Linked DNA regions of Mus musculus: all the other regions are linked to region 1. A link is a contact called in public Hi-C, HiCAR-type and capture Hi-C data. All regions are on one chromosome and are shown on one strand. The core of a region is the stretch at or near the end of the contact, and the rest is flanking DNA. Distances in the headings are between cores, read along the strand shown. Region 1 overlaps Lrmda (leucine rich melanocyte differentiation associated). Region 2 has its middle 54 kb from the start of Comtd1. Region 3 overlaps Lrmda (leucine rich melanocyte differentiation associated). Region 4 overlaps Lrmda (leucine rich melanocyte differentiation associated). Region 5 overlaps Lrmda (leucine rich melanocyte differentiation associated).

The links. A called contact is a pair of places that touch in the nucleus more often than the background predicts. HiCAR-type assays count read pairs that join an accessible place to other places. Capture Hi-C pulls out chosen DNA fragments and counts their contacts.
Region 2: a contact with region 1 is called in a Hi-C map of uterus, with 2.6 times the contacts expected there. The contact joins two enhancer-like sites. A contact is called at or near these places in 9 of 484 Hi-C or Micro-C datasets (the HPC-7 cell line, the N1E-115 cell line, embryonic fibroblasts and 3 more) and 4 of 115 datasets of contacts at active chromatin or transcription factors (a colorectal cancer cell line, embryonic fibroblasts, embryonic limb bud and 1 more).
Region 3: a Hi-C map of the N1E-115 cell line shows a contact between it and region 1, with 19 times the contacts expected there. The contact joins two enhancer-like sites. A contact is called at or near these places in 1 of 484 Hi-C or Micro-C datasets (the N1E-115 cell line) and 4 of 115 datasets of contacts at active chromatin or transcription factors (cardiomyocytes, embryonic fibroblasts, embryonic midbrain and 1 more).
Region 4: a contact with region 1 is called in a capture Hi-C map of embryonic tail, with 9 times the contacts expected there. The contact joins two enhancer-like sites. A contact is called at or near these places in 2 of 484 Hi-C or Micro-C datasets (embryonic stem cells and nephron progenitors), 4 of 115 datasets of contacts at active chromatin or transcription factors (cardiomyocytes, embryonic fibroblasts, embryonic midbrain and 1 more) and 2 of 9 other capture datasets (embryonic tail and embryonic trunk).
Region 5: a contact with region 1 is called in a HiCAR-type map of kidney, with 4 times the contacts expected there. The contact joins two enhancer-like sites. A contact is called at or near these places in 6 of 484 Hi-C or Micro-C datasets (the N1E-115 cell line, embryonic fibroblasts, embryonic stem cells and 1 more), 3 of 115 datasets of contacts at active chromatin or transcription factors (embryonic hindbrain, embryonic stem cells and kidney) and 1 of 9 other capture datasets (embryonic stem cells).

The regions. Positions count from the first base shown.
Region 1 is chr14:22,805,945-22,812,033 of GRCm38.p6, forward strand. The region is part of intron 5 of Lrmda (leucine rich melanocyte differentiation associated); the gene reads left to right. Among named protein-coding and RNA genes, the nearest start is that of Gm30926, 7.6 kb to the left of the region's middle. Within about 2 kb of position 2,502, at least 77 of the 459 cell types and tissues checked have an H3K27ac peak or open chromatin away from gene starts, as enhancers often do. A contact at or near this core is called in the HPC-7 cell line, the N1E-115 cell line, kidney and 1 more, where this site is marked.
Region 2 is chr14:21,900,222-21,906,310 of GRCm38.p6, forward strand. No RefSeq gene overlaps it. Among named protein-coding and RNA genes, the nearest start is that of Comtd1, 54 kb to the left of the region's middle. Within about 2 kb of position 3,775, at least 70 of the 459 cell types and tissues checked have an H3K27ac peak or open chromatin away from gene starts, as enhancers often do. A contact at or near this core is called in the HPC-7 cell line, the N1E-115 cell line and uterus, where this site is marked.
Region 3 is chr14:22,088,510-22,094,598 of GRCm38.p6, forward strand. The region is part of intron 2 of Lrmda (leucine rich melanocyte differentiation associated); the gene reads left to right. Among named protein-coding and RNA genes, the nearest start is that of Gm41107, 60 kb to the left of the region's middle. Within about 2 kb of position 2,577, at least 35 of the 459 cell types and tissues checked have an H3K27ac peak or open chromatin away from gene starts, as enhancers often do. A contact at or near this core is called in the N1E-115 cell line, where this site is marked.
Region 4 is chr14:22,111,657-22,117,745 of GRCm38.p6, forward strand. All of the region lies in intron 2 of Lrmda (leucine rich melanocyte differentiation associated), which reads left to right. Among named protein-coding and RNA genes, the nearest start is that of Gm41107, 83 kb to the left of the region's middle. RefSeq lists an enhancer at 1,559-4,295. Within about 2 kb of position 3,560, at least 40 of the 459 cell types and tissues checked have an H3K27ac peak or open chromatin away from gene starts, as enhancers often do.
Region 5 is chr14:22,153,322-22,159,410 of GRCm38.p6, forward strand. All of the region lies in intron 2 of Lrmda (leucine rich melanocyte differentiation associated), which reads left to right. Among named protein-coding and RNA genes, the nearest start is that of Gm41107, 130 kb to the left of the region's middle. Within about 2 kb of position 2,795, at least 18 of the 459 cell types and tissues checked have an H3K27ac peak or open chromatin away from gene starts, as enhancers often do. A contact at or near this core is called in kidney, where this site is marked.

The DNA.
Region 1 (6,089 bases), core at 1,252-3,751:
TTCCTTTGATCCAAGGAAAGAAAATAGCATTTTTTTTTTTTTTTCAAAAAATGACCAGGGTCTCCCTGGATCCAGCTTATTGTGTCTGCATAGCTTTCAGCCCTCTCTGGTAAAGGTGGAGTCTCTATGGAACTGTCAGCTATACAGTGAGAGCTGGTGGCTCGGTTTGAACTGGCCAGTTTTGTTCAAGAGCACCTTCAAGATTTCATGGAACATTCTTTTCAGCTATACTACTTCATGTTCAGTCCAGCACAAGCAAATCCTATAGTCAGGCTGGAGGGGAAAAAACAAAGTCTCCCACCCCAGGATGTGATCATAGGAAGAGGGAGATCTTCATGAGTTCAACACCATAGATGAAGACCGCATTGAAACATAAAACACTGGTTTCTGTCTCTTGAGCTAGGGGTAGGGAGCTGAAGGTGGCACCAGATTTCAGAGTGGATTCCATTTGGTTTCTGAATGTGAATGCTTTAGTTGTGAGGCTGTGTATGCAGCTGGGGTGAGCAGCTAGATTTAACTTATTGCATGTACTCCACATGGCAGCTCATACCCGGTTTTCTTTGTGTATGCATGTGTGCATGTGTGTGTCCTGTGCATGTATGCTTGTGCACATAAGCACGCACACGCGCTCGCGCACGCGCGCACATGCGCGCGCACACACACACACACACACACACACACACACACACACACACGGAGGTCACAGTTAGTCGTCTCCATTTATAGTGTTCTATCTTTTTGATTTTTGAGAAAGGTTCCCTCACTAATCCCGAAGTTCACTGATTCTGCTAGACTAGCTGGCCAGAGAAATCCAGGGACCATCCTGTCTCTACGTCCAAACCAGCTCTGTTATTCAAGAAGTTTGCTTCCTTTCTCTAGCTTTCCCTAGGTGCTGTGAATCCAAACTCAACTCCTCTCCCTCTCATGGAGAGTGGTTAGCCCATACAGTTGTTTCCCTAGTCCCACCTCACACTTGGTTTGGTTTGGGGCTCCAGGGGGTTCCATTTTCACATTTTTATTGTGTTTCTGAGAGTAGATGCTCCATTTCCTGCCTTCTAGAAAAAAATATTGTGTGTACCTTATGATGTTGGGAGATTTACTTTTTATTATGGCTGCTTAAGGATTTATCCCTCCTGACTCTGGTAAGTGTGAGATATTTCCCCTGATCCTGGACTAGCTAGCATTAGGCTTGAATCACCTGGAGAAATCCATAGAACTTTGTATATAGTGTTTTTTATATTTTTTTTTTCACAATCTTCTTTCTATTAAAATCCTAAAGAGCCCTTTCTGGAGGGCTTTTCCATGGGCAACCTTTATAAAAATATAGGCCGTACGTCAAAAGGAAAACCACCACAAAACTCCTTTTCTTCACACAATTCATTTTAAGCTTCAAAATCCCTGCAAATCCCCAGTCTCCTTTTGCAGGCTGGTTCCCACTCCCCAGCCTTCCTCATCGCCCCCCTCAAAGGGAGAAAAAAGCATTTCTTCCAAGGACTGATAAGTCTTTGGCCGATGCTTAGCAACTGCATTCCTGGGCTGTAAGTAGCTGCAAGCCCCTTTGATGTGTCTGTCAGGGCAGATTTATTTTGTTTTAGCACATTGTCTACTTGTCCAGATGTATCGGGAGATAAAAAGAAGTCATGTTTACACTCCTCCTTCTCCTTCCTCTCTCTCTCTCTCTCTCTCTCTCTCTCTCTCTCTCTCTCTCTCTCTCTCTCTCTCTCTCTCTCCCTCTCTCTCTGAGATGTAATTAAATTGTGGATTTGATGAGTCTTGGGGAGTTCCACTTGAAGGAAACAGGAAGTGCCTGGAGTCAGGGAAAAAGGAAAACTTCTTTGGCAGTAGGGACACCTGACTTGGTCAAAAAATAGAGCCCAAGCAGCAGCTATGGCTCGGCTCCGGGAAGCTAGGGGCCTTGTTCTGAGTCTTTTGTCCCGTTTTTATGCAAGGTCCACACAAAGAGGGGCAATGTCCCTCCAGCCCTCCTGGGACTGTGTGTTCGTGAAACCTTCCTTGTTGCTGTATGCAGGCATGGACAGAAGACCTCTACTCTGTTCCCTCCTCCATCCTCTCCCCCTCTTCTTCCTTCCCTCTTTCTCCTCTCCCCTCCTTCCTCCCTTTCCTCCTTGTCCCCTATTCTGTTTCTCTCATTTTCCCTCTTCCATGTCTAATTTCTCTCATGTCAAGATACCACCCTATCACGTTTGTGGTGGCTCGTCTGTTGTCACTCAAAGCTAACACTGTCACTTGCCTGTTTCTGTATCCATGCAATCTCCCCTTCCCGGGGGGTTGATTCCCCTTGAAGTGTGGCTGCCATGCTTTCCGTCCTTTGCTGACCTGGGTTTCTTAATGTTCACATTTACTAACACCATTCCGCGTCCTGTTAATGACCTGCACCGACCAGGACAGGATATATAGTATTGCTGTAGACCGGCCGACAGCAGCGACCACAGTCTCTAATCTGCAGCACTGCCAGCTCTAGATTTACATCTCAAATAGGTTACACTACAGCTCCCCCTTCTGCTGACTGAGCCGCGCAGCACGAGGGCTGCATTGCAACCGGGCTCCGTCCCTAATAGCAGTCCTTAAGACCCTGTCTCCTGTCGTTGGAGGATCTGGCAGTGACTAATGGATGCTTCCCTGCACTCCTTTGGTCTTCATTTGGATTAAACATTTTATGATGCATTCATCAAAAAAATCACAGGTTGCAGGAGCAAGAGAGAAGTATAATAAAAGGCAAGCCCAATTAAGTGAGCCGTATGCTGCTTCACTTAGCATGGGGCCCAGTGGCCTCTTGTTGGAGCCCCAGCCCAGCCTGAGGACTCTGAATGCATCTTGGAAGCCACGGGCTCTGCTTTTGTTTCTATCACTTGTGGATCAGGCTGAACCCCGGGAAGGAAGTCTTCTTTTGTTCTAAACAACCTCTGATGACTCCTTTTGGCAAAGTGTGTGCTGTAACTTAAGCCCTTGCATGCAGCAAGAATCAACAGGGCCCTCCTTGAGAAGAGGCTGCCCATGAGGAATGGGGGTTGCAGGACCCTGTGTGTTCCACTCAGTGAGCATCAAGGGCTCTAAAGGGGTTATTTCCCTTAGAAAACAGTGTGCAGTGACTGGGAAGGCTGATACAAATGCTTTGCTACTTTGTTACGTTGTTTTGTTGTTTTATTTTTAACTTATTTTTTACTTTGTTGCTTTGAACCCGTGGAGACTGAAGGATGGTGTTTGTTTAGCATTAAATAAATGTATTTTATCGTGTGACAAGAATTTATTGAGACATTACTATGAGTCAGCTATTCAGGGTTGTGGTGACAAAATGTGTGGGGAGTTTGCAGTATAGCAGGGGACTATCACTAAGGCAGAGCATGCTGGAGAGAAAGCGTCAGGAGAAAGATTATTCTATTCGGTGAAGATCTCCGGATCTCAGGACTGAGCACCTGAAGGAATAGAAAAGCTGCCAGACAGGTTCCTGCTTGCCAAACAAGGGGAGAGGCAAGAGTCAGGCCTGCAAAGAAGGAAAGGCTGTGCCCTGGGGCCTTATTGGCCATGTTCAAAGCTTGAAATTCAGGCCAAACTTTACATGCTGTTTTAAGCAGAAAAGCAACTTTGTCAGATTTCTGTTTTAAAAGAACATTCTAAGGATTATTGCTTCAGCTAGGACTTTTGGGGTAGGCCAGGAACTCAGCCTCTAACTTGTCTATTTGTTTATTTGTTTGGGGACAGACTGTCCTGTATCTTAGGCAGTGCTCAGACTTGCTAGGCGGCCATGATGGTGTGGAACTTCTGATTCCCCTAACCTCGTCTCAAGCACTGGAATTATATGGCCTTGAGGCACCATGCCGGGTTTATGCAGTGCTGGGGACTGAGCTCCAGGCCCCATGCATGCCAGGCCAAGTACTCTGCCAGCTGAGCTTCGTCCTTAGCCCTCAAAGTGAGCTCTCCGGGGTTCTTTGGTGAAGGAAGGCGAGTGCGTGCGAATAGGGAGTTGTGGTGAAAAGCCAGTGGAATTAGTTTCATGCCGACCAAAGCCAGCACCCAGAGTCCCAAAATAAATTTTTTTTTAGTGTCGTTTTTCTCTTGGCTCGTTGTTGTTTCAGTGGGTTCACCTCCCCTTCTGTTTCCTGCCCCTGTGTCATTGGCCTCTCTGGACACCAGGGTGGATACTTGCAAGCTAAACCCAACAAACCCAGGGGTCCTGTGTGTGAATGAAAGGGAACGAACATACGGAGCCTTCTGTTTATGACTGTGGCAAAATACAGTTGAGACAGTCGAGACTTCTGCTGGGACAGAGTGAGGTCAGGAAAAACGTTTAAGAATAGCTTTTATGAATGGAATATGATGGAAAAAATGATCTCCGAAGCTCACCCTTCCTCCTCTCGCCTTAGTTCCTTCCTTCCTTCCTTCGCCTTTTCTTTCATTTACAAAGTTTGACATCAGGTTTTCCCTAAGTACCACACACATCCTAGAATAGGATTTCCCACAAAGGAAGCCTCCAGGCCTCCTTGTGTCCCTTCAGACCAGGGTGGATTACAGATTTGAAGACTTGAGAGGTGTATGGGGAGGTTTCTTTAGGAAATGCAGCTTTGAAACAATGCTACACCCCCCCACCCCCACCCCTGCCTCTGGCCACAGGAAGAAAGAAGTTGCTGTAATAATTAGAAATACTACATGACAGACTTAATCGTGTTGATACTTGGTCATTTCCCAAGCTGGATTCAGCTGCTTAGATCTGGTCTCTCTCAAGGAAACAGCTTTACACATACATGTTTAGATGAGTGGAACTTTTAGTGTCAACAACTGTTGATAGTATGGAGCAAATCAAGATGGCCTCTTTCCAGAATAGCTTTATGATTGATTATCACATCATTTAGGGAAAAAAAAAAACCTAAAAACTGAAAGGAAAACATATTTTGAAGGCTATTTTCAAACAACTCTTCTATGATTTCATTTGCTACCATTTTCTTGATTCTGTTCCAAGCTGAACAGGGCTGTGTAATAAAAAGCCAACAGCATGAAACTTGGAGTTAATGACAGAGAGTCCTGATCTAGAAAAGTTAGGACCTTATTTAGAATTTGTTCACAAATTAGGAATTAATATTAATCTTTCAAAGAAAGACTGTGTTTGTTTGAACGTAGCTCCTTGGACCTCTGTCCTCCTCTCTGAAGTTAACAATTTGTACATACACCCTCATCTTTGTGGTCCTTTGAAAGGTCCAGACCTGCAGATAGCCAAGTTGCATGCTGCTGCTTCAGAGCTGAGCTGTCCTGGTGTAGATAGGCCACATCGGTAGCTCTAGCTCAGGAGGGTTGATTAGACTAATGGAATGCTGCATGTGTGGTAGATACTGCTAAGTCTCTGAATAGAGAACCTTGCCTGTTTTCTTTAAATCTTTAGTGGGAAGCACATGTCATGTTTTACAAGTGGTCGGTATCCGCTAGGATCCTAGTTTCAACTCCTCTCATCCATGCTAATAGCATTAGGGAATCTCCTCAATTGCCCAGGTCCTGTGGTCCTCAGGCACTAAGAGCAATCAATGGCCCTCGGTTTTTGGCTGTACTCAGAGGAAGTATCCACAAATCTATTCACGAGCGACAAGGGCAGTAGAAAGGAACAGTGTCTGAATGGCAGAATGACAGGGACATGCCTTTGAAAATTAGTACGTTAGAAACCATTTGGTAGACATTTGAAGTTTTTGTAGATAATGTTTTTCATATAAAAAGGGATTTTTTTTCTAGAATATTTCTCCCAAGAGAATTCTCTACCTTGTTCTTTTCACTGTCACATGTTCTCATATTGTGTTATATGGTCTTAGTCTGGGCAGAACGTCAGTGCCACATCCTTCCAGAGATGCACCGTGAAGCTGCTCGGTGGTTGCCAATTAGTGATTAGACCTTGCATATAATTCCTGACTTATATAAAACCAGCAGAACTAAGTTTCACTTTATCCCTGTGTGTGTGTGTGTGTGTGTGCACGCGTGCGTGTGTGTTTGGGGGAGATTGAGTTTTTAGCCTGCTTGGCTTCTTTCCAATGTTGCACCATGATCTATGCCGTTACTCCCTTCCCCTCTCACCTTGCTGTTCCTTTAGATGA
Region 2 (6,089 bases), core at 2,525-5,024, 900 kb before region 1:
GATTTTTTATTCCTCTGCTGTGCCAGGTCTCTCCCATGTGTCCAGGGATTTTGTTATCAGAACAGAACTGGTCCTCTGGCCCTGAAAAGAGCGTCTAAGATAAAAACTGGGTGGCCGTGCTCAGCTACCTGGGAAACTGAGGCAGAAGGATTACTTGAACCTAGGAGTTTGAGCCCAGCTCAGGAAGTACAGTGCAACCCTGTCTTGAGGATGGAGGGCAGTGGCACCTGAGAAGTGGGATCCAGGACTATGTCTGAAGCAGATGGAGGGTCAGCATTTTGGGAAAAAAAAAGTGTCACACAAAGAAACACCCAAATAAAGCAAAATTAAGGAACATGGCAAGGCTGTCTGTCTTTCTGTCTCTCTTCCTTTCTTTATTTTTTCTTTTGTAAAAATGATGTGCCATGACCCAAACTTGGCTAGTAAGTAGCTCACATGTCTTATATTCATAAGGGGAAGCTTGGCTGTTCCTCATTGGCTGAGGTTCAAATTCATAATATACTCCTAATTGGCTAATTTGGAAAGCAACATGCGAATGAAGGGGAAGGGGAAGGGGAAGGGGGGCTGGCCACTTGGGGGAGAAGTTCCAGGAAAGCAACAGGCCTTTGTGTAAACAAAAGTTTTATGGTGGGGGAGATTAAAATATTTGCATAAAAGTTTTATAAGATGGGGTCTGCTTAAAAGATTTGCATAAAAGTTTTATAAGCTAAAGGAGATTAAAGATTTGCATAAAACTTTTTACAAGGTAGGGGATATTGGCCCTTGGCGCTAGTCATCTTTGGTAGAAAAAAATCCCTTTTCTCACAAGCTTGTGCCTGGCTTCCTGCTGGGGTGGCTTGGGGAATGGGTCAGGTGGCTAACTGCAGAAGCTGGGGTGACCACCACTCATCCTTGCCTTTCTTGCTTGGGAGAGGAACAAATCAGAGAATGAAAAGAGCCATTTTAGAGGGGGTTCATCAATCCATCACCTGGGCTGGTCCTGGGAGCATCGAGATTCAGGAATGCAGCTGTTTAGACTTACTGTCTGCCAGGAAGGGTGCAGGTGAGTCTTGCAGGAGAGGATTGTTTGCAGCCTTCTCTGCTCTGTGATCCAGTGGTCTTGTTTATTTTCATTGCAATGGAAAATAAAAAAAGAATCATAGATGCATCCTCCTAAAATTGGCCTGTCCCCTGAACTCTTGTATGAAGACTTTTTTTTAGCTTGCAAGAAGTCTATTTTCATCAAGGTAGGGAATGTACTAGCTTACCTTGTGGGAAAGTTTTATATGGAGCAGGATCCAGTACTGATGAGATAAGAAGACCAGACAGGTCACTGAGACCCATCACTAATGGGTTCACTGCTGGGCTTCACTGGTGCTTGTGTAGCTTGGTTTCTTGCAGGCAGTAGCTGTAGCACTCGAAGCTATGGAAGTCATAGCTTTACAATACCCAATCCAGAAGGTCTGAAAAGGGGCTGATAGAGTGCTGGTCCTGGCCTTCAACCTCATAAAACTGGGTATGGTGACACGTGCCTGGGATCTCAGCTGTCTGGAGGTAGAGGCAGGAGGGCCAGAAGTTTAAGGTCAATCTTGAACGTAGGATAAATGAGACTCTGTCTCAGATAACAATAACAAAGCCCACAAAAGACAATAACAATAAATATTTGAAGAGATTGAGAAATGTTTCTCTCAGAATCAGTCTATGAAGTTTCGCTGAAGGTATACGACTTGCTTAGCATGAGTCATGTGGTTATCCCTGAGTCAATCATTTTGACAGGAAGATGGGATACAGTGATTGACTAGGCCCAAGTCATACCAGGGTCTTTTCCAGGGACTGGCTATCTCACCATTATGTTAAGAGAAAAAAAACCGCAATGAAACCAGGCATTGGCCTATGATCGGTCAGTAAGAGAATTGAAGCTATGCTGTCTTCTCTTGGGGTCTACCTGGTATAGCATTCACACTTCTCTCACCTACCTCTTCATTCTCCTGCGTGGACTTAAACATCAGCCTTTTCTTCCCTCCTCAGTGTGTATGTATATGGATCAAAATGGCTTTCCCAAGCCCCAGCCACTGCATAGCTTTCAGAAACCCAACACTACCTGTGGCTGAGTTCATACTTCAAGGAAGAGAGAACCTGATTGGCTGCAGAGATAGGTGTTATCTTTTTATTACCGTTATTGATTTTGTTCTGCTGGAGATGGAGAGATAGGTGTTTAATAAACGACAGACTGGTCATCAGTGGCAAAGGATATTGTTAACAGGGTTCAAACATGGCTTGGAAGGACCAGTTTCTAAGAAAAGAGGCTGAGGGTGGGGTAGGTATGGCAGAGCAAGGAGGCTAGCAAGGGCCAGGGAACGCAGAGGACAGTAACACACATTGCCTTGACCTCAAGTAGTTTCAAGCATAATTTGACATTGACTGTGACTAATGGCCACAGGGTATCAGAGGAGGGTAAGGCCAGTGATGACCGCAGGCGGCAAGGATGGTAGTGGCCTCTGGGGAGGCAGAAAGGAAGGCATAAGGTTTTCTGCAGTTTGCAGTAGAGGGGTTCAGTACTCTCCTCTCTGTCTCCTCTGAAAACACCAATCTACTTAGATGACCCAGAATGGCCATCCCTCTGTGTCAGGATGCATGTATTAAAAACTATAAGCAGTTTTCATGACTTTTTTGAAAGTCACATTTACTCCCTGCTAAAAAGCCAAGGATGGGGACATAAATAGAAATAACTCCCTCTCTCTCAAAGCTCCAAGGTTAAGAGCAGGCCAATAATCCTCTGCTTTTGGAGACTATAAACAAATCCGTGAGGGCCTCCAGGCAAGGATTCTACTTTTATTTTGTGGTCCAGAAGCATTCTGGATTTGCCCAAGGCCTCAAATCTGGGACTGGAATGAAGCTGCTGGCTGCCAGCCCCTGGATAGACCTGGCCAATCTCTGTGTGAAAGGTGTGGGGGACTACCCCACCTTACAGAGGGACTAAAGACCAGGCCTAGGGATGGATGTGTGGCTCAAGCCAAATCCAGACAGGGGCCAGCAACTCCTCAGAAAAGGGGCTGAAGTTCCATTCAGAGTGTCTTATCTGGACAGACCTCCTTTCCTGCTGGGGGGAAAGGAAGAAAGAATTTTTCTCTGCTGTTTCTTCTCTTTCAGACAGATCAGAGTTCAGATGCTACCCCCTCCCCCCAGCTAAGTTCAACTGACAGGGGATTGTGGGGGGCACTATGAAAGGGGCCTTTACCCAAGTCATACAGGGAGCTGGGGGTCTTGGGTCACCGGCTCCGGAGCACCTGGCTTTGGATTTGGATACAGTTTCCAGCACACAGTGGTTTGTATTCATTCTCAGGACCTGAAAGCTATAATTGCAAGTGCTGTAAGCTCAAAGCCTTCACAGTCTTGTCACTGCTGTGGTGTCTCCTCATGGTGTCACTCACGGGCTGCCTCACTAAAATGTCAGGGACCCAAACCTCACTTGACCTCAGAGAGGCCCCGAAGGCAAAAATCTCGCAAGAGGACAGAGGCTCCAGAGGAGGGGTCCTGAGGAAGGAAGAGAGGGTCTGGCAAGGAGGACAGAGGGGCTGGGCGGAAGAAGAGGGAGCCAGGGAGGCGGGTGAGGGCCATGGCGAGGGCCCCTTGTCAAGGGTCTATCTGCAGGATGATTGATGCGAGCCCGGGTTTTTCTGTCAGCCTGTCACGGCGCAGGAATGTTTAATGTTCTCATTATTGGTTACGCTGTTGTGTATATTTCTCTGTCAGCACCACGGACCCAGCTGAACTGGCAGAGCACTTCAAAGGCCTGCGGGTCATTCATCATCCCCATGACGCCCAGGCAAACGCTCAGCTTCAGCTCCGCGCCAGGGATTTGTTATGACTTGCAAGCGGACTGACAGACAGGGCTATGGCAAGGAGGGGACAAGGGCTGCAGAAGGCCCCCTCCGACCCTTTTTTTGTCACTCTGGGTTCAGGGCCGTGCCTTTGTGCCTCCAAGACCAGCTAGGGGTGACCCTTCAGCACACGTGTGTGCTGGGTCAAGAGTACAGGGTAAACTTGGGTGAGGGGCTCCCTAAAGCACCCCAAATCCTCTCCCTGTCCTCTCTCCTCTGGATACTTAGTGGTATCCCCCCTAAAGTTATGCTGAAGTTAGGTAGTAGTGGTGAGGGGAACCCAAACTTGCAGGGCCAGGGAGGGGTGGGGGGGCAGGGAGAGCCGGGAACATGGGGGCTTTGTTCCCTTTCCCAAGCCTGACATGATTAATCGTTTTCTTCTGATCTAATTTTGGAACATGAAAAACAGCACATTTGTCTTGAAGAAAAATGATGTGCCGAACTGCGCAGATGGAAATTTCGAGCAACGAGAAAGATTAAAGTGAAACCCCACTCCTTAGACCTAATCATGAGTTGTAGATTATTCTGTCGGCCCAGCCAGATGGTAGCTCTGATTCCACGGCCCCTTCTTATATTAATGAATACTAGACTGTTATATTTGACTTAGGTAAGTGAAATGTCTATCAGAGCTAATGGGCTGCCAGCCAGCATAACACATGTTGTACCGCTAAGGGTCCTTGCTGCATTTTTCATGTTTTATACTAATGTAGAACATTTTGTTTCCTACTGGTTTTCATCATTGTCACTGTTTGCTAAATATTTTCGCATGGAAAGGGTGGGGGAGGGAAGCAGAGTCAGGAGGAAAAAGAACCCCCCCTCCCCAAACTTGTGTCCAAAGCTAATTTCCTCCCGCCGGGCTTGGCTATAACTCTGCAAGTAAAAACAGTCACTCGGAGCAATGCGTACAGGAACTCAATAGTAACGTGATTAAGTCCCTAGTCAAGGAGACTACACTCGACTCTATGTTAACAAACCTAATTATAGCCCTGTAGTGATAAATAGGGCCCAGGTCCTTGCTGCATATCTCTGAGGTCACGTTCAGAGAGCGGTTTGACCATCTCTCGTCTCTGGGGAGGGAACTGTCCTGGGGAGGCATCCCAGGCCCAGCATAGCAGAGAGGCGGTTCTCTCTGACCCAGTTGTTCAGTCCCTGGGGAGGGTGAGTAGATGCCAGGCAGTTTTCAGAGCAGAAGGTCTGAGGTGTAAGTAACTTTGGGCTTTGCTGCAGGAAGTGGGAACTGTCATCTCTGCCTTTCTCATCAGTGACCCCAGGCAAGCCTCTGAGGTGGTGACTCCCCTTGGACCAAGCAGATGATAGCTCAGATCTGCCTTCTTCCTCCCGACTTCTCTGAGCAGGAGAGACCTGGAAAAGCTTGCTGTTGTTGAGGAAGCCCAATATTCCTTCCTTAAGAAGGAAGGCGTGGTATCCTGGAAAACGGGGAGTCCTGATGATGGAACCTGAAAGCTGTTTGGGACAGATGACATGGGGTTGTGGATCATTTTCAAGGGACAGTGTCCTAAGAATAGAAGGGAACCCACATCTGTGAACACCACAAGATGCAGCTCAAAGCCTTGGCTGGCAGTAGGTGGCCCCCCTTCAGCTTCTCCTGCCTCATTTCTCACCTGTCCTCAACCATGAGCCCCACATTTCTGCTTCATGAACCTTTTTAGTGTCCCTAAGATTACCAGGCTCATATAGAACAATGTGCTCGTGCCCATTTTATTTCTGACTCTCCGAGCCCTCTGGCTTCTTTCTCTGGAAACCCTCTACACATTTAAAGACCCATCTCCCATGTCTTTACTCTGTCACATTTGGGGACATCCTCTAGATGTCATACTTAGGCACTTCACTCTCTGGATCCCCAGTAGGATTTAGCTGTGTCCCCATAACTCCTATGTTGAATCCTTGATATCTGACTGGTAGCACTGTTAGGGAGACCCTGGAAACGGCATGGAGCCTGGCTAGAGGAAGTAGGCTATGGCTGAGCGTGCCTTTAAGGCCATGGCTGGTCCTTAGATCCATCTTCAGTTTTGCTTCCTGTCTGCCACAAGGTGGGTAGCTTCTTTCTGCATACCCCCCCCCCGTCCCCCGCCACTATGTTTTAACCAGATAGTAGACACAGAGACAAGGACTGGAGTGACTGTGAATGAAGCCTCCTGAAGCTGAGCTAAAAGGAATCTCCTTTAACTTGTTTCTGTCAGGGAACTGGTCACACTGACAAGAGAGGAA
Region 3 (6,089 bases), core at 1,327-3,826, 720 kb before region 1:
GCTTTAACACTGGTAACTTGTCTTTTCTGTTTAACTCTCACGATGAATTATTTGACTTTCCAAACCATGTCTCAGTTCAGTTAACATGGCTACCAGAGTCTCCCATGGGTAAGACACATTTCTCTCCCCCCAGCCTCTCTTGTGTGGCACCTAACACACACAGTGCCCATTTTTCACAGCCAGAGAAATCTCAGTGAACTCAGCAACTGGGTGACCCTTGAGACTTTTTGGAGCCATTTCCAGAACAGAAGTCAATGAAATAAATATGAGTAGAATCAGCCAAGAGAAGCCTCAGTTTCTTCATACCCTGGCTGTACTCCCTGTGCCCACAAGTGTTGCCTGCCTTGATTCTGTGATTACAATATGTTGGGTAGCATTGCACAGGGCAGTCGGTAGAGCACAGATAGCAGCATGGTGAAGATGCCAGGGCAGGGAAAGACCAAGGATGACATGCCTTGGTGCTTTGGAAGCTACCCCGAGAAGCCATAAGCACTGCAAGAGGAAACCAGGAAGTACTCCATCTGCTTGGTCATAAGCCAACTGTATCCTCCAATGGAGTCGGTGGTCACCTCTGTGTTGATGTGGACAATGCTTTAAGTGTTCCATGTATTGCTGGCACAGTTTAGCTCTATATTGGTCTCTTAGTCAGTGCCCCGTGAGTCTGATATGTCATTTCAGTGACTGGTTGTTGTAGGCTCCTGGATGTTGTAGAATATGTGATTGGATGTTCTGTCTGTTTCCTGGTAGGCTGTGTGTTTCCAAGTGCTGTGTGGGGTTCCCTGGGTGATAGTGAAAGTGTTGTAGAAATCTGAGCTAGGGGTGATGGCAGTAGAAGTGGTGCCAGGATGCTTGCTGTCCCCCCAGGGGCCCCCTCCTGGCTCTGGTGTGCAGCTGGGATGGGACGCTGGGTAGGCTGAGGATGTGGGCAGGTCTTGCCTGTTTCCCCAAACCCAGATGGTCATTCAGGTGCGAAGGACAGTGTTTGCTCAGCTGTGTGCATGCCTGGTGTGCGGCTCTCGTTCCTCAGCACTAACCCTGGTGACATCTGATGCACAGGGAATGTCCCTCCCGTGGGGGAAATGACATACTATTAGTCTTTCCTCCATACACTAGCCAACATAACAGGATGACACTGTTCGGAGGTACTTGGCTGGTTGGAATTTTGACAAGATGGCAGCCTAGCCTGTTTTGGGGAGTCCTTACTACTCAGGGATACCCCGCTGATGGCAGGCACTCGTAATGGGGTGACTGCAAGCCATCTGTGATCATGCAGTATTTGTCCTGTCAACCGCAGAGGTTTTTCTAAATAATGTGTTCACTGAGCCCCTGAGGTGCCAATGAGGCCTACAGGAAGGGAGCAAGAGAAGAGGCCTCTGTGAAAAACCCAGTGAGGTTTTTCACTTAAGGGGTCATGCTGAAGTCACCCAGAGGGGACCCCACTTGGGTAAATAATCAAGGGGGTGAAAGGTTGAGAAATGTGGAATGCGTTTCCTACTGGCTGGGATGTTTCTGGGCCAGCTTCTAGCCATTGCTTCTCTGCGCCCCACCCCACCGTTCTTAATGACTTATTTGTACTGGAAAGCAAGCTATTAATCACAAACAGAATAGCTCTGCAACTTCCAAACACACAGAGAGCAGTTCTAGGGACTGTGGAAAAGCCAAACCCTTGGCAGAGAGTTTTGAAAACGCCCTCCTTTTATATGTATTTGAGAAATGCCACCATTTCTCCTCAGGCCCTGAAGGTTCCCTTTAATTAGCAGTGAAGTTCCCATTTCGCCTTTCTTCCCGAGGCATCCATAAAGCAGCAGCCTAGTAAAAGGCAGGTACACAGCTCTCAATTGAGCCCTATTGATGTGCTAGTATAGTTTTAATTGTGTTGAGATTTCCTTGCCAAAGTGACACATGCAGAGGCATTTTCAAAAACGTATAAGGTTCGTAACTCTTTCCCTGTCTCCAGCTCTTGAATTATGAATGTGTCTTCGGCTGCCTAGTCGGTTCTTCCGAATCTGTAAAATTATTTTAATAACCTGTGTGGGGGTAATGTTAATCTGTTTGCATAGTAGTGTGAATTTATTAGCATTCCTACCCCACTTCAGGGAGCTAGCTTGGCCCTTTTGATGCAAGCCCTGGATTGCAAGATGAGGAAAATTATGGTATTTGCCTCTCTCTCTCTCTCTCTCTCTCTCTCTCTCTCTCTCTCTCGTATTTCCTTTCCTCTCCCTTCCTTCTCCGTTTCACCAATAGCAATAATTCTATTCCACAGAGTGTGTGATAAATCAGCCGAGAAGGACTGAGATTTACCATAACAAGACATGACCTATCAGCCTGTCAGGTCTGAGTTGACTCGGAGCCTTTTGGGCTGTGTATTTCTTCAAAGTCCAGGGCCAGTTTCTTCGTCAGTTGCTCTAACTAATTTCAGAGCAGAGGGGAAACTTGACTGGAGTGCTGTTTGCGATCTGCTTTTTAATCCTGGTCTGTTTAATGTTTGCTTTTGACAGTCTGGGCCAGACATCATTTTAATGGTATGTGTGGTGATAAAGCCAATAAACTGTCAAGATGATTGATAATCTAAGCATTATAGCAATACGACTTTCCTGTTCTCCTCTGTGCTTTAGATGATGGCTTCCAAATTGAATTCCTACAGAGTGTGTTGTGTGTGCCTGGTGCAGACTTCCTAGAAGCCTTTGAGGGAGGTAGCTGTGCTCAACAGCAGACTTTTAGCCCTCAATTACCCACACAGATAGATTTGCATATTTGTCCGTACCCTCTAATTTGGGAAACATCAAGAATTTATGGCTCTGCCCTCCTAACAGTCCCCCAGCAATTTATAGGCACCAGTGCAACTTTTTATTATGTCTTTATGGTGTTTTTTCACCTGGCACGCATCTTGGATTCCATGTGGTTGACTCTGTTATCTGTGGTTGAAAGACATCACAGATAACGAAGTCCACCATATTAGAGACAGGCTTCTGGGCTACTCCCTGCGCTCTTTGTTTCTTTCCATCCCCCCCCCTTTGATTTAGCAGACATTTTTAAGCATCTGGACTTCATCTCATTAATCAGACATGACCAGGTGTTTGAGAGTGGTGACAGTGGGAGTGCTTAACCACTCTTTGTTGGCCCTTGCGGGCCACCATTGCTAGGCTGATATCTCCTCTGTTACTTGGGAACAGAAACTCACAAGGCCAGAGATGTTGTAACATACTTACACAATTTTTATCAGGAGAGCATAAGCAAATATCATACTTAACACTCTTTTTGTTTGTTTGTTTGTTTGTTTTTTGAGACAGGATTTCACTGTGTGGTCTTGGATGCCTGGAGCTTGCTCTGTAAACCAGGCTGGCCTTGAACTCACAGAGATCCATTTGCTTCTGCCTCCAGAGTGCTGGGACTAAAGGTGTGTGCCACCACTGGCCAGCTTTAACACACTTATTTTGACTTAAGATGTACTTTTGTGCCCACATAGCTGTGTTACTTTTATTTAGTGTCTACTGATTAGACTGTGTCTAGGAAGAACACTAGGCTTTTAGGCTGGTTCTCTGGGATGTTAGTAGCCCAATCCGCATCTCTGACATCTGCTGACATGGGGAATTTTGTGCATTTCTTTCAGGTCTTTTGTGCTCTGCAGATGGTAGCAAGTCATAGAGAGGTGGCAGGTCTTGACTGCTGGCAGATTTGGGGTTAATCATGCCCACTCAAAGCCAACCATCCTTTCAACTGCTTTCCTTCTTGTTAGCTAATAGCCATTTTCCTTTTGACCAGGGGACACTGAATAAGTCATTTCAGTTTTCTGGCCTCAGTTTTCTCATCTCAGTGAAGGAACTGAATTTTCTAGCCTTTAACACACACAAGCACACACACACACACATGCACATGTGTACATGGTTGTTTTTGAGTGGGTAACTTGCCCTCTTGTGGAGGTCAGTGGTGGATGTCAGATGTCTTCCTGTGTAGCTTTTGGTGAGAGCCCGAGGCTTGTTGTTTTGGCTAGGCTGCCTGGTAGGAAGCCCTCAGGATTCGCTCCCCTCACCCCTTGCCTGCACCACTCCACACTCATGCTCTGTAAAGCAAAGCTTTCACGTGGATGCTGGGTCTTGAACCCAGACCTTTTGCTTTTTACCTTTTCCTTACCCCCGGAGTCATCTCCCCAGCCCCTTAACTCTTAACCCTGCTTCATCACCTGGAGTTTATAGGGCCCATAACCCATCCTGAGGCCAGTCTGTTAGAAGCATAGGGGAGCTGGCCACAGGCTCCCCAACTGTGTGACTCTGGAGGTCATTTGCCACCTGCCTCTGGTCTTCTCTCTGCAACATGAAGACAAGGTTGTCCTGAGTTCAACTGAGAAATGAAAACACCTGGCAGAGTACCCAGCACAGAAGACACACTCAATAAATATTTGTGTGACAGGATATTAATTTCAGATTGTCGCTGCACTTAAAAAAGTCTTCCTGTTTTAACCGTGCAATTCTTTGGATCTCTTGTTTGCCTGCCCCCTTTCCACTCATTAGCTTGCTTGGGTATGTGATGTTTACTTTATTCAGTAAGGAACTGTGGGCAGAAAACGCAGAATAGGAAAGGCCAGGCTTGGCTATTGAATTTGAAAGTTTAGGCTATAGTATAGGGGGAAAAGATTTACAAGAAAGCACAGTGGAAGAAGAACTAATTGACTCTGAATAGGAGGCAAAGATGTCCCAGGACTGGGAGGAGGTGGGCAGGGTGGGCAGAAGCACAGGCTTGTGAAGGGCTAGAAAGGGGCTGTGCATCTGTCACGCAGCACACTGTGCTCTGGGTTAACACTCGCCTCCGTCTGCCTGGGCACTGAGCTTAGAGGAGAGTGCTGCGAAGTGCTGACGTCTGGATGGAATACAGCTGTCGCAGTCATGAATACACGGCAGCTGTGACTATCTGTACAAGACCTGCACACACACACACACACACACACACACACACACACACACACACACACACACATCCACACACACCCGCACACAGAATGAAAGTAGAGGGGGACTAGTTGGAAAGATGAAACTGTCAAATGTAGAGATTGGAAAATGAAAAGCAAGCAAGTAAGCAGGGAGAAAGTAAGTTGTCCAGGAGGTCCAAACACACGAGGGCATGGTAGAGGCTTCTAGAAGGAGGAAGCCAGAGTTGGGTCGGGTTCGAAAGGCAACAGATTTTGTTAGATGATACTTACAAGCTTTAAAATAGAAATTCTCAGGACACATAGACTAAATTCTGAACTGGGCTTTGATCTCTTGGCCAACTGAATTGACCGTGGTATGTGGAAGCATCTGAGGACCAAAAGAAGGGAGAGTCAGGGATGCTGGGCAGAGGTGGTCAGTAGGCAGAGATGAGCATCCTGGGAAGCTGAACAAGTCCCTGGAGCTAGAGGGGATTCCTCTTTTTTAAAATTAAAAATATTACTTAAAATTACATCGATTGATTGATTGATTTGTGTGTGTGCATGTACCATGGCGTTTATGTGAAAGTGGAAAAGAGCTTTGCAGGAATTCACCTCTCATGGGTTCTGGGGATGAAACTCTGGCCATCAGACTTGGTGATAAACTCCTTTACCCTTTGAACCATCTTGTCGCCGTGGGTTCCTCCTCTACTGTGGTAGCCACACATACTGTCCCTGGCCAATCACTGCTTGGGGATTGCACCTGCCTGTGCCTCAGCTCCGTGCCTGGAGAGGAAGAGGGTGGTTGGTACTGTGACATAGTCCTGCCCGCCCTAAATTCCTGTGTCCATACCCACACCTACTCAGCTGACATCTAGCTGGTCAGAAATAAGATTCAAGAGCCACAAGGAAGCCAGGATTCCCACAGCCACTTCACTTCTTAAGAAGTACCTGAGCTTACTAGACTGTTTCCTCAGGACAAGCAGAACATGTGTATTCGCATGATGGGAGTTCCTGTGTCTAGTCACATACTCCGTCCATTCTCTGCTCCCACGAATACAGCTACTGTCCATCCACGTACGTTCCTCCTGTCCCCAGTTTGTAGAGGAAACCTGTCCTTCACATCACTTGACCCAGAATCCTGAAAAGCACATTTCATCCACATTAGGTGGCTCAAGGTACGAGGATG
Region 4 (6,089 bases), core at 2,310-4,809, 690 kb before region 1:
GCACATGGTTTCCTGGGGTGCGGCGGCAGGGGCGCAATGTGTGGGAAGCCAGAGAGAGTTGTGATGGCTGAGGGGGTACTCTTCAGAAAGATGACAGAGATCTCATTCAGTTAAATGGTCAATGGCGATCTTGCCCCTCTGGCTATTTCCATTTGAAATAAATGTGCCATTTGTATGCATCCTTCTAGAATTATTTGGTCTTGATGCAAAGGCTGTTTAGAAGTAAAGATGTGTGGTGAATTTGGCTTTGGGCCTTAATTTTCTTTATTAATTTCAGGATAATTAGCTTAACGGCATCTTGTGTCTTAATGGGTATTAATATGGCCACAGTATACTTATCGAATACCTGCAATCTTTCCTAGAAACTGGGCATTACAGCTCTGATTTTCCTGTGGCTTCTATCCTCGTGAGAAAGGGGGCAGAGGGTGGGGTAGTGAGCCCAGACAATGCAATTTCAGGTAGCCACACAGGCCTGAGGAAAATTAAGCAGAGCATATGCATTGGTGTTTCAGAGGAGCTGTTATGAGAGTGACTTTAGATGAAGATATCCTGGGTCCGAGCTCTGGGGAAAAGCTGTTCAGCAGGGAGCTGTTAGGTTTGATGCTTGAACTGAGCAAGACTTTGGGGACTTGATAGAAGGTACCAAACTGCACAGAGCAAGTGCAAAGGCCCTGGGGCCAGAATGGGTTTTGCATGATGCAGGATGTGCAGGAAGGCTATCGATGGACCCATCAGGAGAGGGTTTCAAGTTTGGAGGTTGGTATAGGTGGTATATAGGAGGACACCTATAAGAGAATATGGTTCTGGTATTTGTCCTGTGTGTGGCCATAGGAGGCTTGATTGCACATACTGTCTTCCATCTCCCCAGCACCAAGCCAAACTGACAGTCTCATTTTTCCCCTTGCTGGCTCCTGTAGAAACATCTTTCTCCCTTCTTGGCATCCCTGTGCCACTGTTTGCTAGATGCCAAGATCAATGATGCCCCCCCATCAGCAGAGAGGATTGAATACTTCTGCTTCCTTTCCAGCGACTCCCCAGCCATGCTGTTTGCATGTACGTGCTCTGTCTCTGTCTCCCCAGGCTCTTGTGATTAGCTAGCTGTACCTTGGATTGTCTTTTTGGATAGAAGCAGATAGTACTTATATTTGATATTACTGTGTTTAGCGCAGGGCTTGAACTCAACACATATTTAATATATTTGTTGGTTAAATAAGTGGGACACTTTCCCCCCTGGTTGCTCATTCTTGGTTCTAGAAATTAGGGGTGAATTCAGAGTCAATCAACTCCTTGCTTTTATAGAATGAGCTTAAAACCAACTCAAAGTAATTTTGGATTTAGGCCACTTAGAAGAGTCTTGGTGGGCAGTTGGCCTAAATGGTACTTGCAGGAATGAGAAGTCTTCTTGGGGCTTCATTAGCCCAGGCTTGGCTGTCTGCAAACCCCAGCTGGGTGGTGAGCCTAGATCTTTCCTGTTTGTGTGTCTTTGTCCCCCAGACCTTACTAGGACCTTTGTCCCTTATAAATTTGGAGCTGATTTAGAATTAGGTATTTGTTTTTCTCCCCACTGAGTTGTTAGCTGTTCAGTCTAAGCTCAACTATGGAATATATTAAAAGCAAACTAAAAACAAGTCAGTGTTTTGCCTCTAATGCTATGGGGATATTTGATTTTAAATCATCTTTTAGTACATCACAAATCTCCCCCATGATGCTCCCTTCCTCACTCTCCCATTTTCTTTCCCCACCTTTTTTTTTATCAGAGACATTTTTCTTCTTCCTTTTTTTTTTTTTTTTGTTTAGCGCAAAAGGCCATTTCTTAAGTCCTGATTTATTCTGAAATTTACATGAGGAAAATGGCTCCAGATCCCACACAAGTGAAACTTTATTTTTTAATCTGGGCCACAGTAGGGAGCCCTGAGAAACGCATTTTCCTCCAGGATCGGAGGAGGAATACATAGTGTTTGTTTAAAGCATCAGGTATTGAGAAATGCAACAGGGTGAAAAGTTTGACCCCAGCTGCCAGATCCGATCTGCTAGGGGTAATTGAGTTGCCATGTTTTCTCCCTCTTCAGTTTAAATCAAGTTTTGCTATAGCCCATTTACGTGTCAAATTGGTAGCTAAACTTGACAACTTCAGGGTGCAGACTTGCTTTTGATCAGAATTTACATGCAAATCATTTTTTGCCTTGAACTGTCAACTCTGATACTCTGAGGGGGACATGTCTGTCCCCAGCTTCTCTCTCTCCCCACCCCCACCCCAAGCCAAAGGGGATGTTGGCTAATGTTATTAATCAGCATGTGGAAAAAAAATTATCTTGATAAATATGGTGGCTAAACTATACTTTCCCTTTTGTGTGTCAGTTGTTGCAGCCGGGCATTTAATCTCCCTTTACCTAGAAGGAAATCAGACAATTATCCAGCACTTGATGTCAAAAGGAAGCCCGAGAATGAAGGTGGAGGGTCCCAGTGTATTGGGGAATGGACTTAAGCCACCAAATCCCGACAAAGGGCCCTGACAGTCTGCATTTTCTTGGGCATTAAACAAAGTCTTTGGTAAGTTTAAAGAATCTTTCCCTGCATGACTAAACTCATTGAGAGGGTTAGAGAGAAAGCTGCCTCAGAAGTCTTAAGCCTGAAAGGTTTTTCTTTTTTTTTTTTTTCTTTTTTTTTTTTTTGATTTTGCCCTGAACCCTCGGGACCCTTAAAACACTTGAGCATGTGTTGTTCCATCCCTCAGCCAGACAAAGGGGTGTTTGCGCTTCCAGAGAGTTAATAACGACAGGAGTAAGTCTTTCTGGTTTTTGGTTATTCTGTCTCCATCCGCTACCTACCCAAATCATTTAACTGTGATTTACACACTGCCTGCCTCAGTTCTTCTGGACATCTGGGCTCCAAGGAGCAAGAAAAGGCAAGGGCTCAAACAACCACCACAGCCCAAAGACAAATTTAGAAAACAGAAGCTTCTAGAATATGCCAAAGATAAAGAGAGCCGGTTGAGAGTACTCAAGAGTTATCCATTGCAGAGCCCGAATGTCGAGTGTCATAATATTAGATTTTTGTTTCTAGTTGGCCTGAAATTCCGTTCCATCAGTGCACCCCCCCTCCCTCATGGGGTGAGAACATCAAACGTGTTTTCTTGCCAGGATGACAGCCAGCATTGTGTCAGATGGGAGACACATGTAAGCCTGACTTGAGAAGTGAAAAACATCTCAAGATTGGGTCGGTGTGATCGGACATGGCCCCACTGCAGGTCTTTCTGGAACCTCCTGGGCCAGGCCCTTTCAGCCTCTGTCCAGCACTGCCTGCCTTGTGTGCTGTGAAATTTTAATTGAATTGTTAATGACACCGAGGAGTGACACAACACACGAGGAACTTCCAAGAATCAGTCAGGAGGAGCCCCCTTTGCTCACTGTTACAAAACAGAAGACACTGGGAAATTGACAAGTCCAAGCGGCGAGGCCAGGGTCGTAATTGATAGCAGGCTGTCTAAAGCCAAGGCCCTTCTTTGGTAATTGCAAGCAGAGGCGCCTCTCTGATCTCACCAGAGGTGCTGGCCATGCCAGAGCGACCCGGCTTTGACGGATGGCCTTCCCGAGGTAATGACTTCGGCATGTTCTCCCCCTCACATGAGGCTGTGTCCCTCCCACTGGAGAAAATGAGCCGAGCATTTTGCTGCCTCTTAAACAGGCCCCTGTTAAAATAACTCTATTCTATTATATAAGCCCTGTAGTGCCAGGGGCTAAATTTATATGGTTATAAACAAGAGATATTACTTTGGAATACCACAATACTGTGTTTTGCTCTTTCTTGAGGATTTCAAATGGTGTTTTCAAAATAATGGATTTTACTTCACGAAGAAAAGAATGAGGGGCGTGTAGGAGGCAGAAGGCAGGAACTCGTTTCCGAATCAAACCTTCATCCTAGTTTGAAATTCCTCTGTGTACCTTCCCTAATTCACTTGCCCAGTATTTATTTGTATTTGTGTTTGTTTTGCTGGCTGCATTTGACTCTCTTTGGGAGCATCAGAAATATTATTTACTCCAGGACCCTGAAATAAGATAGATATTTTATTTCATGGTTTTTACACTCCTCAAAGGTTTCTTTTTATTCCCCTCCCCTATCCATTTTTGGACATTGATATATTTCAGAACTTTTATGTGGCTTTCCCTCCCTCCATCTCCGCTCCCTTCCCCCATCTCTCTTCCTGGAATGTAATTTTGTCTGTGAAATATGACTGTAAGCTCAAGTGTCCCTGATGATCTATAGTACTTCTGGATTTTCACTCTGTTGGTGACAGAAACTGACTAATTCTGATATAGGGACCCTGGGTGCCCCTCCCCACTGTAACTGGTGCTTTCTGGTATGTTTAAAGTTTGGGTCTCTCATAACACAGTTTCCCACCAAGAACCAATCTTAAAAGGGAGCCAAGGAGATCTGTAAAAACTCAACCTTATATTCTTAATTCTCAGGTTCTTGGTGTGTGTGTTTCTGTGTGAGTGTGCCTCTGTGTATATGTTTCTTTGTGTGTCTCTGAGTGTGTCTGTGTGTGTGTTCACACACTCATAGATGGATAAGTTTGATGGGAACCTGAGAAGCTGGGTTCAGATTTTCCTTATTGGGTATTTCAGGGGAATGGCTACAGAAACAGATCCAGAGAGGAGGGAGTCGTTACTAACCTCAAATGAGGCCAGCCTGCTAGAAGCAACGTTGAGATTAGGGCTCAGAACTCCTGATTCCAAGTCCTGAGTCAAAGTCTACAATCCCAGCCCAGTGGGCAGGCAAAGCTGAACGCGTTTGAAACATAGGAAGGATTTGTTGCTAGCGTTCCAATCTGCACTCTGGATTCTGGAAGGGTGGCCTGGGAGGACCGAGGAGCTCACAAAAATTCTCCTTTGTCAGCCATGCGCAGTCTGTGGGGAAGGAAGGGTTGACGTCTCAGAGGAAGCTTTGGGTTGGAGTTGTTTTTTGTGCTGAAATGCATTATCTTAAGGTGGAAGCCAGAATCGTTCATGAAGTTTCTTTAAAGACTCTAGATCCCCAGAGGAGGAATGAGAGGACATTTATTGAGTGCTGACCAGTGTCAGGCACAGTGCCAGGTGACTCCACACATGGGTTTAGGTTTTAGAACTGTTTCTGAGCTCTGAGAGTTCAAGTTTCTTCATTTGTAAGGTGGTGGGTGAAAGAACTGAGCAGTGTGGCCTAGTGCGCTCCACTGCCTTCAAAGACTATTCTTTAAACTTTTTAATTCTGTTTAGAATTACTTTTAATTTAATTTGATTTTTTTTTTCCTCTATAGAGGATTGAATACAGTACCTCATGCATGCTGGTCAAGTGCTCTACCATAGAGCTACATCTCCCTGTGTTTAAATTATTTACTCATGTATCCATCCATTCATTTACTATTTTGTTATAGAGTTTTACTATATAGCCCAGGTTGCCTTCAAACTCACAATCCTCCTGCCTCTGCTTCCTGAGAGCTAAGATTACAGGTGTGTGCCACTATAACCAAATCAAAGGCCATGCTTTTAAAGACTGCTTAATGGTAAGACAAATCCATGTTATTCACTAAAAGAGCAGGTTATGAAGTTGTGGACATATATGAGCAGTGGACAGATTTGTATAGAAAAGGGGAAAGGTGACTCAGTATCAGAATGTTAATAGGCTATTTCTTGCGTTTGGGTCAAGGACCATTTGAGTTTTGATCTGTTTTTACACATTTCTATTTTACAGGTAATTATAACAGGGATTGTTTCTGTGAATGGTGGGAGTGATACAAGAAGTACATATGTGTTAATAAGTTACTCATGATCAGGAAATAAATAGCCAGGCCTGAGCAATGTAAGGATGGAGGTTCTTCCATCAGGAAACTACTACTGTGTAGTAGTCCTGGAGAGAAAACCTACACCCATTGAGAGTTGATTAATAATAATGATCACTTCTGGTAGTTATTATTATACTGTTATATATATGGCTGTGAGGTTATGAGAGAGAATCTCTGGATACCTATCTATCTATCTATCTATCTATCTATCTATCTATCTATCACATATAGGATCATCTGTGTGATTTATATTTACTACGTCACTGAATCC
Region 5 (6,089 bases), core at 1,545-4,044, 650 kb before region 1:
GTTTATGAAGTACAGTGGGTTTCACCCAGGGCTTTCATGAGACCAGGCCTGCCTGTACTAATAGCTATGTCCTCAGCTCAGAAAAATAAAATTAACTTGCAAAAACCAACAGCAAAATGTTCTGTTGCTGCTTAAAACAATCCAGTGGGGGTTTTCTCCCCTTTGTCCAAAAGCATTGTCATCCTTGGAGTCTGTTAAGTATTGGTACAGCTTTTCTGTCTAGTGCCCAGCCCCTGTGAGGTTTCTAGTATAACTCCTTCCTTCCTCCTCCTGCCATTCTTAAATTTATCCAGTATATGGAGAAATTCAACAATTTTCATTAAGAAGTTGTCAGAAAGGAAAAAAAAATATTTCTGAAAGATAAATTCAGGCATGAAGGACCCTACTTTCTTAGTGTGTTGCATTTAACAAGAGGGTCTGGCTTTTGTCCAGATGTGTTCACCTCTGGACAGTGTCCTGACTTTAATCAGCCACAATGATCTGGGCCTGTCTTCCTCTTACCTTTGTGTATCAGGTGGTCCAGAAGAGGGGCTGTGGGCATGGGGGTGCAGAGAGGCGAGGAGAGGTGACTAGAGAGAGAAGCCTCAGAGGTGACATTTGAGAAACACTCTGCACCAAGGAGTAAAAAAAAAAAAAAATTAATCAAAGATTTCCATCTAGCCATTACCGGCTGGCGTGCATGGCCTCTGAGCCTCTGAGCTAAAAAGTCTGCAGAGTCTCCTGGCGCTATTGAGTTTGTCTTGTAAAAGTGCAGCTGTCCAAAACATGACAGCTACAGCATTAGCAGGGCCATTAAGAGGTGTAGAACATTTCCAGGGAAATGATTTGAAAAATGACAATGCTGGCTCCCGTGCGATATTAATTATACCCTGTACCCGTGGCAAATAAGCTAAAATAGTTGGCAAGAAAGACAAAGTGAGGTGTCCTGGTTCTGACCGTCACTCTTGTCACACGGTCACCAGCCTAGTAGAGCTGATGGTCAGCAGGTAATTGTAGAGGTGAGGGGACATGCTTTAGGCCCAGCTATCTGTCAGGCTGTGTGTGAAGGGCAGACTCACGGTGGGCATGGCTCACGGGAGCTGAGGTGTTAGAGGGTGAAGGGTGGGGCCTGTGAGGTAATGTTACTAGAACAGCCTGCAGTGGCATTGGCGGGAGTTGTGGATTTCTACACTTCCCAGTGTGAGAGTCACCAGACCCAGGCAGTGATGGAACGCTTGAGACACAAGCCATTGTGGCTGAGGGTGTGGGGTCTAAATTGTATTTCACTTTAATTAAGATGTAAATATCTACAGAGAGCTACCACACCGAGCAATGAGGGACCTTAGAAAGTAGCTGCTCCACGGGACTGGGTTTGGACGGGAGTGTGACTGTTCGTGGTGATCAGAGTCAGGGTCTGTGCTAGATAAGGAACATGTGGCTTTCTCGTCCAGCCTTTGTTTCCTCCACTAGGAGTCCATTGTATAGCTGGGGAAACTGAGGCACGGGGCTCCCATGTGGACCAGCTTAAGGTCACAGAACAAGTGAGGCAATAGGTTTGCTATTGCCAGTTTCATCATGCCCCTTCCTTGGGAGCGGCGTCCTGTCCATGGGCACCCAGAAGGTTACTGTTCTCTTCAGGTCATCTGGAGCTGGGGCTCTTCTGTCATAGCATTCTTCATCTTAACATTCAGCACTCTATGTGAGGCATGTGCCAACTCTGAAACTACTCGAAGGGAGCCCCCACATCCCTTGTGTTGGCCAGAACTTTCTGGAGTGCCACCAGCCAGTTGGTTCCATCCTGGAGAGAGCCCTCCTATAAACCTGTCCACCCTGTAATCCTGAATCAAGCGTTTGGCCTTTAGGCCAGATGCATTCTCCTGCTTCTCCTCTCCCTGCTGATCCTGTAGCTAAATTACCCTGTGTAAACAAGGCTTGGAGGCTCCTGACTGTGAGAGATGAGCTGCTGGCTTTTGTGGAGGAAGAAAATAGACCTGGGTTGGAAGAGGTCATGAGCAGGTCAAAGTGCCAGAGGAAAATGCTGGAAGGTCTCCAGTTTCCACACTTGGAAGTGCTTCAGGAATGTGCGGTGTGCCCCCTGGAATAGGTAGGTGTCTATATGCCATATATACAGCCACCTATATGTTTTAACTGGAATCCCCTCGTATGGCTTATTAAATAAAAAATACACATTAAAATAACAACGACAACAAACAACCCAGTGAAGGTCAGCCCAGACCTTTGGAAGAACTGTTGAAATAGGGCTGGGCGGTTATCTGCTAATCCCCCAAGTGTGCACAACTCCAGAAACAGCACTCCGTGTTAAATCTCCAAGTGCAAAGAAAATGCCTTGAAATTACAGTGTTTGGTAAATTAGAGACTTGCTCTCAGCAGCTCCCCCTTCCAGGGCTGAGGCCCAGCCATTTCCACTCTTCCTTGTTTACCTTAAAACCCACTTTACTGCCTGTGGTGTCTCTGTTAACCTCCAGAACCCTTGCGATTTCATTCATGTGATTTGTTATTGAATGACCTTTTGAGGATTTTACAAAACATGACCTTTTCTTGTCAAACATTCAAGGGTCTGTAAAGTGAAGCTGTCAGGGGGACTCTGTGTGTTTGCTAATTATAACTAATATGTTTCCCCACATCCTTGGAAATGCAAATCGCTTATTTGTCCCATGAATGGCTGCTCTTTCTTGCCTGTTAGTTTGAGAAGCTTGGGAGCCTCTCAAAGGGGCTTCTCTGGCCTGGGAATCCCTACCCTCGTCTTAAAGGCCTAGGGAAAGGGAAAGCTGATTTTGTTGTAAGTTAATTTGACCCCTTGGGAACCACAAAGGAAGATGCCACGGGGCGGGATGGTGGTAGGGGAGAAGGACAGAGTTCAGAACAATCCAATTCTCCAGAAAGTAATGGGCTAAGGGCAATCTCAGGAATGTTCTGTGCTGTTCTAATACTTAACCCAAGGGAAAGGGCTTTTTGTTTGTAGGTGGAAACAAAGGCAACGGGAGGGAATTTCTGTCTAGGACAATAGGATTACAGGGAACGAAACATTACAACCTGCTTTCCTTCCCTTGATTTTGATAGTTAAAATGGAGCCATCACTTCAGCCAAACGACAGATACAGTGTTGCAAGGGCCTGGCCTCTGCTTAGAGTTGTCCAAGCATTTGCACATTTCCCTCACCTCAGCGCTATGATCCAGGTGAAAGTTATCATTATCATTGCCAGGTTACACGGCACAAAGGAGCTTCAGGAGAAGTAACTTGGACAGGGTCTGTTGCCAAAGTCAGGCTTTGACCCATGGTCTTTCAGACTAGAGGATGTTAGAATGTTTCCTCAGAAGTATGAGTTTTGACTTGACAAGTGCTACTAACCTACTTCCCTTCAAAACTTTCTTTTCTCTACCAGAAGGGTTTTGTGTGTCTTTTCTTCTCCAGAGTGTTAGCTTCAGAAATTGATAATTACTTAACTGAGCTATGGACAGCTTTTCTGAATCCCAGTTTGGGGAACTCAGGACCAGATCCGATCATGGGAGAAGAGGTAAGGAGTACTTGTCAGGCTCCGGATGTATTTACAAATAGATCTGGTCAGACTTCTTATTAGTAAGAAACTACACTCTCTGAACATCCCAAATGACACATGGTTACTGTCATTGATGATTTGAGGTTAAAGGGGGAGGGATTTTGATTTTGAGTGACTAAGCAACGACTGTTTGTTTAAAGGGAAAGGGTGGGATCACATACGAACTGAATAAACCTATTTTCGGAGCTTGGAGAAATTCCATTTGCACTGTGTAAATTGCTGGAAGATAGCGTTTTGTTTTGGTTCCTTTCCACTCAAGGTGGGGCTGTGGCTTCAAGAGGTCGACCAGCCATAAAGTTGCTGCATGTTGGACTGGCTCCCCAGAGGCTAATACAGAGCCTCTTTTATAAGATTCAAATGCTTGGCCCTGCTCCGCTGTTGATCCCCCCAGTCATTTGGAAAACTCAATTTATCTAGGTAGGGGGATTATTGGGTTTCTCCAGCTTCCAAGTATAACTCCTAGGAGATGTCTTTGAAATGACTTTCATGTGTTTTCCTTCCTCATTCTGTTGATGGACATAGATGCGCAAGGTAATTTGTGTCTTTGGAACAATGGAAATTTTTGAAGTATTAGCTCATTGTTTGGAAAGGGTCATTACAACTTTATGTACTAAAAAAAAAGTTCAGACTGAGGATAGAAAAATATATTTCACTCCTTTTATGAGTCTGCTCTCAAGAGCCAAGCAATTTGTTATAAAAGGACGTAAGAAATATCGAGAATGAGAAAAAGTTATTCGTTTTATAAAGCCTCGTCCCTCTTCATGCCTCTTTCCCCACCAGCCCTTGACTGCTCCATAAATGACCCTCAGTGTGAGAGAAGCTGTCCACCCTGCTATTTCACATGTATTGAAGATGTTTATGAGGGGTAGTTAGATTTCAAATGTACAGTAACCCAGTTTTCCACTAAAGAGGACCCTTATATCTTAGTGCCTAATGCCATTGGTTTATGCATTTCAGGGGCATGCCATTCTGTATATAGTCAGCCTGACCTTAAAGTTTTTTAAAAGTCACCATTTCCTAGAGTAGATCCCAAGTGAAGAAGGAAATCATGAAAGTTTCATTTTGGCAGCTTCTCTTTTAAAGCAAGTGAAGTTTAGGGTCTGTGTCATGATTAAGAATGGACTTTTAAAATGAATTCTGTCAGTGACAGTCAGTGGTGATAGCCTGAGCCACCTCCACACTTTGCCTGAGTCTTTATGGTAAGAAAAAGAAAAAGGAAAGAAAATTCTCCCAAATATGATTAAATTCATTTCAATCATATAAAGTAATTTTAGTAGACGGAAAGTGATGGAAATTTATGAGAGGCCAGACATCAGATCTTTGAGAGAGTAATTGTATGAGTTTGCTGATTCTTGGGACTATAAGGGGAAATATTTAATAATCTGATGAAAAGGAAGGCTGTTTGCTTTAAACAAGAAGCACATGAACATTTCAATTTGCTTTTGGTTTCAGGGATTCACAGATCACACTCACGGTTGTCTTTGCTACCCCAGGTTAGTCCCCTTACATTAAAGGTCTCCCTACACACCCTGGGAGACTTAATGCCTGACCAAGGAGCCAATTCAGTCACTGGTGTGCATTCAGTTTCTAAAGATTAAGGTAAAATTTGCTATATTGAACATGAAATTATTGGCTCCTGTCCACGATGCCGTATCCCTAGTATCGGGTGGATGAAGACAGCCCAAGATCTTGATACACACAGTTGGGATGGTAGAAATCCACTAATGACTGTGGAGATGGCTCGGTTGGTAAAGTACTTACTGTACAAGCATGAAGTTTGGATCCCCAGCACCTGTATAAAAGGCTGGGTACAGTGGCACGTGCCTGTCAACCCAGTGCTGGAGACAGGAGGACCCAGGGCTTTCTGGTCAACCAGCCTAGCTTAATCACTGAGATCCAGATTCAGTGAGTGTGCGCATGCACGCACACACACATGTGCATGCACGCATACCTCCCTATTTACTAATTTTGAATTTTGAAGCTGTATAGTTTAATGAGAGCAAAATGATGAAGTTAGTGTTAGGAGATGCAGGTTTTCGCTTTTTCCCGTGTTGAACGAGACATCTGATCTGTCTGATCTCCAGTTTTATCACTTGACTCGTGACTCTCATGTATGATTTCAGCACCAATTATCCATTCCCCTTTTGACTTTCCACTCGTATTTTATTTATTTAGTGCATATATGTTCAAGAGCACGTGGAGGCCAGAGGTCAACCTTATGTGACTCCCTTGGGTGTTATCTTCTTTTACTTCTGTACTTTCTCTTCCTTCCTTCCTTCCTTCCTTCCTTCCTTCCTTCCTTCCTTCCTTCCTTCCTTCCCTCCCTCCCTCCTTCCCTCCTTCCTCCCCTCCCTCCCTTCCTTCCTTCCCTCCTTCCTTCCTTCCTTCCTTCTATCTTTTCTTTTTCTTTTTGGTAGAACTAGCAAGCAACATACCAAGTAGGCTAAGTTGGCTGTCTAGTATCCCTGGGGATCTATCTGTCTCTGCCTCCTTGGGGCTGGCATCACAAACACCCTCTACTATGCTCAGTTCC